Linked DNA regions of Mus musculus: region 1 is linked to region 2. The links are chromatin contacts, called in public Hi-C maps. All regions are on one chromosome and are shown on one strand. Each heading gives the region's core, a stretch centred on a gene start, on an enhancer-like site or on the middle of the called end of the contact. The rest is flanking DNA. Distances are from core to core; before and after follow the strand shown.

The links. A called contact is a pair of places that touch in the nucleus more often than the background predicts.
Region 1: a Hi-C map of cortical neurons shows a contact between it and region 2, with 2.6 times the contacts expected there. The contact joins two enhancer-like sites. A contact is called at or near these places in 2 of 484 Hi-C or Micro-C datasets (cerebral cortex and cortical neurons) and 1 of 115 datasets of contacts at active chromatin or transcription factors (neural progenitor cells).

Annotation. Positions count from the first base shown.
Region 1 is chr2:7,843,807-7,849,511 of GRCm38.p6, forward strand. No RefSeq gene overlaps it. Among named protein-coding and RNA genes, the nearest start is that of Gm30904, 500 kb to the right of the region's middle. Within about 2 kb of position 3,910, at least 4 of the 459 cell types and tissues checked have an H3K27ac peak or open chromatin away from gene starts, as enhancers often do. A contact at or near this core is called in cortical neurons, where this site is marked.
Region 2 is chr2:7,527,643-7,533,907 of GRCm38.p6, forward strand. No RefSeq gene overlaps it. Among named protein-coding and RNA genes, the nearest start is that of 5031426D15Rik, 600 kb to the left of the region's middle. Within about 2 kb of position 2,244, at least 30 of the 459 cell types and tissues checked have an H3K27ac peak or open chromatin away from gene starts, as enhancers often do. A contact at or near this core is called in cortical neurons, where this site is marked.

The DNA of each region.
Region 1 (5,705 bases), core at 2,660-5,159, 320 kb after region 2:
AAGTTCTCCAAGTTGTCTTTGTCTAGACAACTTTTCATTCCAATATCTACTGAGGAGGAGATTTGGGGAAGGCTCTTGTGTATGCTGCACAAGTTGACTCGGTGTTGGAGATTTGGAGGTAGATAGTCTGGTTTCCTCTTAAGTAGATGATTGGGCTTGGGATGAGAGTCTGAAGAGTGGACCTATCTAATGAGAAGGGTCTAACGATTGGAAGGTAGTAGCAATAGGTCATAGGTCTAGAAGTTATTTCTAGAAGGATATTTACACAATCAGAGATGGCCTGCAGCCTGGATGCACAGGGCTGAACTGGCACCGAGATGATCATTGAGCCTGAGAATGAAGGGATTGGCCAGGCAGTGAGGAGGCATGATACAGGTTGCTTGCCTGACTCTGGTCTCCATAGCATGAAGGACAGCTGGTCCATACTGATTATTCTAAGGCATTTGCATCGAAACTTGATCTGTCATGCTGGTCAAATGTTATAGCAGGCCTGGGGCTTGAGCCAACTGGAGTTTGGGATTATGGGCACTGACTTCGAACCAGCTACTGGGGCATTTTCCCATCTACTAAAACGTAATGAACTATAAAAAGATATACAGGAAACTTAAATATGTGTCATTAAGTGAAGTATATCCATCTAAAAAAACCCTACATGCTACATGATTCAATCTCTTAGCATTTTGGAAACGAAATGGAAAGATTCAAGCTGTCAAAAGATTGGTGGTTTCCAGAGAGTAGGGCAGTGTGGAATAAGTAGAACATTGGAGAACTGGAAGACAGCAGGATTCTTCTACATGGTAAATACTTATAATTGTATACTTGTGGAAGTGCACAGAACACTAGCAGTGGTCCCTAATGGAACTCTGACCTTTGCATAGTAATGATGTGTCAGCATGTAGCTTTATTGCTTGTAACAATGTGCCTGCTAGTGTTACACAGCTGTAGAGAATTAGTCTATACAAGGTATGGGAGGAAACTCCATACTTCCTCTTAGTGTAAGAACCTAATTATTTTTGCCATTCATGATTCTTACTTCAATAAAAATAAGTTATTTGTAACAGTTTCTAATTGCAAATTTGTCTGATAAAGTTTATAAAAAATAAATTATTTGGGAAAATATCACTTTAAATTAAATTAACCTTAACACATAGCAGGTTGATTTCTTTTGTTATGACTATTCTGTGTTTAAACTGTCACTCAGCAGATTTGAAAGGCTGGGAACAGTAAGACATGAAGAAAGAAAGTTCAGCTTCTCTGAGTAATAAAAAAAAAGCATCCATATTTAAATCACTGCCATTATTAACATTTTGAAGGTTACTTAGCAAGTTTATAAAAAATGTCTTCTGCTTAAAATTTTAATTGTAAATTCTCAACTTGGTTTTCATTTATCTAAGAGCTTTTATGTGAGATGATAGACTATAAATGTTATGCTAAATCGACCCCTCCATGCACTAGATCTGGTAGCTCAGTGGGAGAACCTGTGCTTAGCATGCTGCAAGCATTGGATCCAATCTCCAATGTTCTAAGTAAAACACTGAATGAAGACTTTACGTATTCACATACTGCTTTATGCTCTAGTTTTTCCAGACAGTCCTATATAAGATATGTTTTTTATTAAAGAAAAGGAATTAAATAAAGTTATGAACAAATGATTTCCAGGAACCAATATTTCTATTTCTAGACACCTACAGGATTAAATAATGGAAAGCTTCGCAATAAAATTACAATACAAATTCTGTCTTAAAATTTCCATGTGAATGTTAACCTTTAGAGTTTATTATATACATACTGCACAGATTATATTTAGAGATATGTAGGAGGTACTTGGTATATGTGGGAGGGTTTAGAGAAAGTAAAGGAGAAAATGAAATTATATTAGAATCTCAAAAACCAAAAAGAGGTTATTCTAACAGCATTTCCCAGAGACAGTAGAGCTGATGTACATATGACCACACAGAGGCTGTTACAGCAGGCACAAGACCTGCACAAGCTCAAATCAGATAAAATCCCAGTATGGAAGATAGATAGAAACAAATTCCCGTTCATATCTAGCAAGCTATTTGCAATTGATACCTGCTGGGAAATAGAAAATCAATTTTCTCCATTGAAGCATCACTTGTCACGCCAATCACACTCTACAGCAGGTCTCAAACCCAGGAACAGTTGGCCCACACATAACAGACTCCATTTTGAGATGCTCTATCTGTTTTGTTTTGCTTGTTTGCTTTGAATATGTGCCTTTTGTTTTTGTTTTTTAGGTTGTCTGAGAGTAGGGGTTGGAGGAGTAAGAGACAGAACATGAAACTGGGTGGGTAGAGAGATGGGAACATCCAGGGCGTGTTAGGACAGAGGAAAGACTGATCACAATATACCGTATGTAAGAAGAGTATATTCAGTTTGTGGCAGATAGCTTTAAAGTATTTATAGCCACATGCTACTTAACTCATGATAATATATGCAATATATGTCTAAATAGCTATTGTTCAGTGGTCAGCCCTGAAAACACACATACCAGGAACATTATACAGACTGAGCAGTTCATATTTAGAAATATGTATGTTTACACATACATGCGCATAATAGCAACTAATGAGAAAAGAGACCATAAACTTGAAAGAGAAAATGCAGGGGTTTATAAGTGGGTATGGAGGGAGAAAAGGGAAGGGAGAAATTATATATTATAATGTCAAAAATAAAAGAAAAAATTGAAAATATTTAACAAAGAAAATCTTATGCAGGTGCTTCATTAATGTTTGTTTTCTTCTATTATCCAGGTTTTATGAGAAAATAACTCATAATCATGTATTTAAAAGACAGAAAAATGCATTCCAAGAAAAAAGATAACTTTTAGAAAGGAATACTTGAAAACTCACTGCTTGAGCAAACACGTGCTACTTTCATATGTCTACACTGAAAAGGGATACTCCCCATTATCTATCATCTGCTGAGAAGTTACCTGCACTGCTGATCATGGAGACAGATGTGTTTTACAATAATTTTCTATACCAAAATCTCCTTCTTGCTTTACTGTGCTGGCAGACACAAGCCAATGGCTGGAAAGGTAAAAGTGTTTACTCCGTTAGGAGAGAGGGGAAAGTTAGATATCAGTCTGAAGGTACTTGAAAGCCCAAGAGACAGCGTTTTGAAGGCTGAGTCCAAGTATGAAAAAAAGTCCCTGTGTAGAGGAGTCTAAAAGAAAGTGGAAATGCCAGAACTTGGCAGAAAGGTAAGAAAGCAAAACATAAAGTCTCAGATACTGCAGAGGAGTTGGCCCCAATTTCCTCTCAAATTGCTGAATTGTATCGTGTCTGTAGCTCTGGGTGACGCACTTACTGAGTGTTAAGGGAAGAGCTAATGAAGTTACGGGAACACTGGCAATTATTTTTGAAAAGTCTTCTAGGATTGGGAAGGCAATAAGTTGTAGAGGTGCAATTTTATTTTAAGGCTCCATATTTTTTTCTGATATTCAGAAAGCACTGGAGCATACCCCATGTACTCACTGACCAGGTAATCCAACTACAAACAAAATGTCTCCCTTCATATTGGCCTGAAGGTAAAAAAAATAATTCTGACAGTCAGCAATCAAAATCAGTAGAGAACTAGGGACTGGGGCATTTGTGTGCAAGCTAAGAATCAAGTAGTACTAGGACAGGCGAAAGGGAATGTGGGCTATTGTGAAGAGGGTATTGAACTCTTAGAATAAAGATAATCAACTGCTTTGAAATGATTGAGGGGTTTCCTATTCACATTTGCCTAGAGAGGAATATTGCTTCATGACTAAAAGACTGGTAAGATATTCAAGACAAATCAAACATAATAAGCTAGGCAGATGGCTCAGTCAGTAAACTGCTAACCATGTAAGCAGAGAAACCAGCACTTTTAGAACAACTAAAAAGGTAGCTATGGTGGCATAGTGTTAGACTGATAAAGTGACAGGAACAAGCTGGGAGCCACTAGTCTAGCAGAATCAGCTCTATATGTGCGTGCACGCGCACACACACACACACACACACACACACACACATACACACACACACATACACACACACACACACACACACATACACACACACACACACACACACACACACACACACACACACACACACCACATGATAAATGGAAGAAAAGGAACACATGATGAATAAGATGCTGTCACTTCATGTATGGAGAAAACCTCGGAGCGCCTGCAAAGATTTCAGCACGAGGTCTGTTTGGTTGTGCTATGTCCTATCTTCTTCAATGATCCAAGGATGAGTAGAAAATAACATCTGCAGATGCCACATGAAAGGGGCGCTGAAAACATCAATCAGGAGCTGGAAAAAATAATCATTACTGTCAGGGAACCAGGAATTAAAAGATGTGCAGGACATTACAAATGAGGTCTGAGTAGGAGACTATAAGCTGATAACACTAAAAGAGAATGCACTGAAGCACAGGAGGAAGCTACGGTTAGAAATGTAGAGAAGCGTTCGGAGGGTTAGTGTAAAGTGTCTGTGCCTCCAAGGATGCTCCACAGGAGCTGTCACTACATCTGTCACAAGTTCACATCTGGGGAGGTCATAGGCCTTAGCAGGGCACTCTTGGTAATATTTTAAAGTGCAATAGTCATGCTGTAAGCCTGCCCTCTTACCTCCTATGCTTATACTCATGAACTCGTGCTCTTCATAACCTTGGTCACAGGAGCTTCCTTTCCAGTGGATAGGGGTTGAATCTTAGCGCTAGTTGAGGAGCTATCCGAGGTTGGTGATTGTTAAGGGACAGGGAGTCACTTTTCTTTGGGGATGTGGTTGCTTGTCGGTTGTCCATGCCACAGTTAAAGACTCCACACAATCATATATGATCAGTGCTAATTTAGGGGGATATTAATAATATGGCTTGGTGGATCTCAAGGGCAGTTAGAGGGAGGGAGTAAAGAGTAATGAGACCATAATTCACTATTTTCACATATGAAAACTTAAAAAACATAAATATTAATGTAAAACAAGATTTAAAATATAAATTCCAGTTAGCTCAATGAGAAAAACACAAAGCAAGCAAGCAAACAAACAAAACAACAACAAAACCAACCAAAACCCAAAACAAAACAAAACAAAGAAATAACTTACTGTATCTCTAGTCCTAGGGTATCATACGCCTTCTTTTGGCCTCTGCTGACACTATATATATATAGTGTAATACATACACTCAAGCAAACACTTATACACAATAAAAATAAGTCTATCTTTATAAAAAGTTCAAGAAATAGAAAGATTAAGAGAAAACATCTTTGTGTACAGCCAAGCATACTGAAATTTAGTAATATTTAATTCTTCCCTACACTGGATGGATGGATTAATGTGTAAATAGCTGCCTCTGCAAGCAATAGAACCTGAGTTTGAATCAACAGTACTGAGGTGAAAGTCGGGGATGCCTACATGTGCCTATCACCATAGCACGGTGGGAATGAGATAGAAGGAGCTCACTGGCAAGCAAGTCTAGTAAAAATAGTGAACCAGGATTTCAGTGAGACCCTATCTCTAGAGAAATAGGCGTACAGTGTTAGATGGGGACACTCGGTGTTCTCTTTTGGCCTCCACATATCTGCCTCCCACCCACATATGCACACCCATACACACCATATACACACAAACAAAAACCAAACCAAACCTAAGAATTACTTATTCCAGAAAATATTTAAGGGTGAGCTTGGTACAGCAAAGATA
Region 2 (6,265 bases), core at 994-3,493:
TAAAGGAAAAGAACATTTTACAGAAAAAAAGAAAAACCTGATAGTGAGATAGGGGAAATTGTATACATGTGTTAGAGCCACAGTAGTAAGTTTATCATAAGAATAATTAAGATATTTAAGGAATCAACATGCTAATCAGTCAGAAGAGAACACTAGTGCAAAGAGGGAGGCAGGAAGTACATGCTAGATGTCCCTGTAATGGCATAGGAACCCGGTGTGACTTCCTTTGCTTTACCACCGAGAAGCAGGTTCCATTAATTTTAAAGGTTACTTATGATCACATGGCAGAGAAGAGATCTCAACAGGTGTCTGTAGGGTTTCAGCTCTGAGCTCTTTGTGACAACAGAAGACATTTGACAATGCCAATTCTGTAAGCTAATATTTATCAAACAGTTTTTGAGTGCTGGACTCGCCTGTTGAGATTTTACTTGCATCTAATGATTTTATCTGCTGTTTATGTTGTTGCTGCTTATGTTTACTTTGTTTTTGTTGTGGTTTGAATGATGAATGTTGGCCTTAGTTTCATGTATTTAAATACTTGGTATCCAGTTGCTCTTTCTGCTGCTAGTGCTGCTACTTAAGGAGGGTATGGTACTTTCAGCACTTATGGAGTGCTGAGGGAGCCTTAATGGAGGAAGTGAATCATTCAGAGTGAGCTTTGTATGTATATAGCTAAAGACAGTTTTAGTTTATTCTTTTTTATTTAAATTATTTTATTTATTTATATTCCAGTAGCTGCTCCCCTCCCTCCACCTGCCACAGTTCCTCATCTTATTCCTCCTCCCCCTTGCCTCAGAGAAGCAAGTTGCTCCCCCACTACCAGGCCTCCTCCTTCCCTGGGGCCTCAAGGCTCTCAAGGATTAAGTGACCTTCTCCCACTGAGGCCAGATCAGGTAGACCTCTGCTGTATATGTGACAGGGGCCTCAGATCAGCCCATGTATGCTGTCTGGTTTGTGACTCAGTCTCTGGGAACTCCCAGGGATCTGGGTTAGTTGAGATAGCTGATCTTCTGATTCCTTGGATATGTGTGTGTGTGTGTGTGTGTGTATGACCTTAGCTAAAATGCCCAACAATGGGGAAAGAGACCACCTCCAGTAGATAGACAGAATCTCAAATAGAGGGAAAGGGTTACTAACCCACAGTCAAAATTCCTGAACCAGAATTGCTCCTGCCTATTTGATTCTTTTTTTTTTTTTAAGACAATAGATTTATTCTGGGCATAATCTTAACATAAAGTATAGCTTCTCAAAATTCATATGCCATGGGATAAAATTTTAAGGATTTCCATTCTATGCAAACACCTAGCTTTAATCACTGAAAAGGTAAAATGAAAACTGTTTTAGTCCAGTCTATTCTGCAAAAACAATGATAAGCATTTTAAAAGTGGTCTACAAAAATACAAAAACATCCATGAATACCTGATTTTTGTAGGGTCTGCTTTTGAAAATTAGTTTTGCATTAGTGTTTAATATAGTATTTGATAAAGAAAAATGTATAATATTTGTTGTGGCTCTATTTTGAGACAGAATTTCACTATGTTTCTTTGACTGGGTTGGAACTCTAGAATTTGTGTTTTCCCTAAGCTTTTTGAAACATGGGACTATGGGGACCCAACAGAGATACAATTCTACCCATGTCATTGCTGTACCAAAGAATCCTTAGAGAAATGAAAAAACAAAAAAAATCAAAAAAAAAAAAAAAAAAACCCTCAAGGTGGATTTGCTAGAATCCTAAGAAGGGTGTCTCTCAGTGAAGCTAATTAGGAGGCAGTGGCTTTCTGTTATTCTAAGTGCAAAAGTTTGTAAGAATAGAGCTTGAGCCAAATAGGAAGCTTCGAGTTCATTGCGCAAGAGTGGTCATAAGGATCAGAGAGTTAAGACTATAGGGACAATTACTTAACTAACAGCATACTCAGCTAACATGGAGCCTTGGGTAGGATAGGTGTCTTCCTCAAATGCTGTTCCATTCCCAGCTAGGCATCTGCTTTGGTGGGAGAGCCAGTGGAGGAGAGTTCCCACCTGATGTACAAATGGGGGCAGAGTGGGCAAGGAGGAGGACATGACTTCGATCCTCTGGGCACTGTGAGCTCCTACTGCTCCCGAGAGGGGACTTCCAGCTTTCTTACTTTCCCAATAGTGACTCGCTATTCATGGACAAAAGCATGAGTCAGCATGTCTGTGTCTTGCCAGACGATTTCTGTGTTTATACATCCATATGCTGTAGTGCCTCTCTGTAACTCAGCTCATCTCTCAGCCCTCAGCCACAAGGATCCTGAACAGAGCCCTCCTCCTCTCTCTGCTCCTGAGTACAGATCCATCTTCCTCTGAGAGAGCCACGCAGCTCCAAATACAATTGATTCTAAGAGAAAATTGCCCACCTTTTAGAGTAAATAAAGTTGAGAACGGGGCTGAGCAACTTCATTTCCACTTCCTAGCAGAGCGACTGAAGGCTGAGCTTCCTTCGACTTCAATTGCTCTCCTGAGAAAGTTTTTATTTAGCTTAACAGAAGAAAGCACAGTTTCTAGACCATAGAGGAGGAAAAAAAAAAAAAAAAAAAAAAAAAAGAACATTTCAACTTTGAATTAAAATCTCTCTCTCTCTCTCTCTCTCTCTCTCTCTCTCTCTCTGTCTGTCTTCCTGTTTCTGTCTCTGCCATACTCTTTCCCTGCCTTTCCTTGTATTATTACCAATAGTCAATTATAGCATTATGAACTGTCAACATAATAGATAGAAGTGTGCCATATAAATGACAAGAGAAAAGAATAGGGACAGAACGAAAGGCTCTGAAATATCTCTCTGAAGGCACGTTTGTAAATGACAGAGGAAGCGTTCACAGAGAAGATGGCAGACAAAACCCCAGGACCCTGTGAGGTAAAGACTGCACCTTATTTTCTGTAGAAACTGATGTTTGTGCGCCAGTGAGCAAAGAGGCTAACAAAAAGACACATTGAGTAATGGCCCTCAGATGTCTGTCCTTTGTGTGGCACATGTTGGATGTTACATAAAGCGCTCCTCCCTTTGCCCTCCTACAGGCTTGATATTTCTTTCTTTCTTTTCTTTTCCCTTTTCAAGGATTAAAGGAGACCATCCTACGTGGAGCTGTCAGGCATCAGTCAATGTGGGTTGAAATTAACCACAGAGAGTGACGCCCAACTGGGTTTAATCTGAAGGGAAAACGAAGACACTGTACTCACAAGAAGTTTAAATAATAGCATCTACATTATTTATATCCCCAGGCTTTAATCCAAATAACCAATGGAACAAGAAAAATAAAAAGAATAAAAGGTTGTACACAGTGTTTTGTGCAGTATAGGTGTCTCAAACTAATGAGCCTTCTGGATCCTCGTGCGCTTCTGAATATCACCAGGGGTGATTATAGCTTGCAAAAAAATAGACCAAAAAAAGGCATGCCTTCCTATGTCTTGGGCTGTAATTAAAGCCACAAGCCATCAGAAAGCAAAGAGGCCAGCTGCAGCCTTAAAACCTTTAGCACCCTGGCATTAAAAATAGATTACAGCACAAAATATGTACCCAAAATAATACCAATAAAAAATTTGCACATTTGATTACTATAATTGATTTTTTTCCTTCTAGATATGAATAAATGACCCAGGCTAAATGCCAGTTCCTTGCAAAGAATTTCATTTAAGCTTCACTGAATTGAAAAGGCTCAACCAGACTCAACATTTCCAACTTCCTAGCAAGTAGCAGAAAATCTACCTGACAGTTGCTATGGAAACACGAACAGGAAGAGTGAACCACCAGCCTATAAATCCACAGAGAAACCTTTCTTAATTGGAAGGCCTTTAACCCACACATTTTTCTCATAGCTGCAGAGCTTATTTCTAAAGAGATTATTAAATTCCTCAATTGACTTATGAAGGATGCTTCCCACTATATTACTGTGCTTTGGGTTGCTCATTCTTTATATCTGTTTCCAAAATTACAAAGCAGACCAGGGATAATAAAAGTTAACACAGATGTTTCAACGAAAAATCCATACGATGTTCCGAAAATAACTTCAGAGGCAACTCTGAACACAAAGGAGTCCTGCATGGGTACCAAGATGGGTTGCTGCATTTTGTTTCCAAACCATATGTAAGACACTGAAGGTTTTCAATCCTGCCTGCATCTGCCATGTTACCATAAAAGAAAAATCCTGGTCACACATCGTGATGTTGAAGAAAGCTGCCTGAATTGCAGAAACGAATAAATGAGGTTATGGGATGGGCTACTTTTATACTCACTCCTGACATTTTAGAAAGTTGCTCCTTAGCAGGAATTAGCAAATGCTACTAGCATGTGACTGACCCAAAGAAGAAGCACACAAGTACCACCTAATGTCTCCATGAATTTTAATTGTACTGGCATAGTTTAGTTAATCCATTATGTGATGGAGTTTTTAATATGATATATAGGAGAGGGCAGAGTTATAAGAGAAAACATAGACTATACATACCTGATCAAATCCACACAGGTCCTCCCTGATTTTGTAAGCAGTGTCCCTCCTCCCAGTTCTATTGCTTTCAAGTTGTATCCCGGAGGGGTCCTTAGGTATCTTTATTAATGGCTTTCTTTTCCTGTTGGATTCTCTTCCTAATTACTCCATTTATGTCTTTATTTAGTTTTGTCTCATCACTAGCATTTGTTTCTGCTGTGGTGGTGCTGGAGAGGTGGCTAAGTGGGTAGGCAGGAGCCACCCGCAAGTACAAGGACCCGAGTTCAAATTAGGAAACAACAATGTAGAGATCTGAGCAGAGCAACAAAGAAATCTATAAGTCCCCTGCTCTAGGGTGTGGTCTAGCTTCTCCTGGGGTCTGTTGTCTACCAGTGTAGCTCCAGGCTAAGTGTGAGATGAGTGATAAAGACTAACACTGAAGTCCTCCTTGGACTTCCATTAGTGCAAGGGCACATGCATGTGTATATTCATCACAATTAGAGTGCACACACACACACACACACACACACACACATGACCTCTTCTGGTCTTGAAAATATAATCCAACAAAAGCTATTGATCCCATATTCTATTACTTTTCCCTGATCCCTCTTTCAAGGCTTTCTCCTGTCTGTATCTGTATAAATTTGTTCTTTAGGCCTTTGTTAGTTTATGTCTTTATCTCTTTTCCTGTTCTTGGAAGGTGACTCCCATTCTTGTCCTCACACGTGGGCTCTCTAGGTGCTGACTTCCCATCTGGTGAACACTCCTGTATTCTTTCTTATGTCTTTCCCTGTATACCATAAGACTCATTTCTGGCTTTCCTTTCTCCTCTGTCTACATTATATTTCTGTTATATCTGTTGTAAACTTTCCCCCTTATTTAATGGCTTCCATTAGCCTGTGGTACAGTAATGAGTTACAAATATTTATTGTAACCTAATTTGGAAAAGAGGGACTTAAAAATTATCTACAAGCCTAGAGAGACAGCTGAATGGTTGAGAGCATTGGTTGTTCCTCAGGAGTTCTAGACTGATTTGCAGTACCTACACACAGTGACTCATAGCTACCTCTGACTCCAGTTTTGAGGGACCTGGCACCCTCTTCTAGTCTTTTTGGAAACACACACACACACACACACACACACACACAAATCATAAAAATATATTCACATGCTATTTGAAACTTTAGGAAGAATACTTAGGGTTAAGAATATATCTACCTGTGGAGGCTTGATGCCCCAGAGAAGGGAGATGCTAGAGTGAGGTTAGAGTGAATGGGTTGGTGGGAGAAGCATCCTCTTAGAGTCAAAAGGGAGGGAGAATGGGGTGGGGGGGACATGGTGATGGGACAGGGAAAGGGAGACAGGAAAAGGGGAGGCAACATTTGAAATATAAATAAATATAATAATTAAAAAAAGAACCAGCAAAAGAAAAAAATAGAATACATCCAAGGGGCAGAGAGATGGCTCATTTGTTGGGAGCACTTGTGGCTCTTGCAGAAGTGTGTGGGTCCCCAGTACCTTCATGGTAGCTAACAACCCTCTGTAACTTCAGTACCAGGTGGTCCAATGTCCTTTTCAGGACTTTGCATGTAACAGGCATGCATGGAGTACACTTACATACATGCAGGCAAAATACAAATATTCAGAAGGTAAACATTAACACATCTTTTTAAAATGCACCCGATTCACTATCTCTCCTTACTGGGAAAGGTGGTATGTGTTTGAGACAGCTTATGGACAATCGCCGTGAACATGATCATTCTCTTCTTAAGGACTTCCTCTGCATTTGCCTACTACTTATTCCTTATGCACAGTTGAATCAC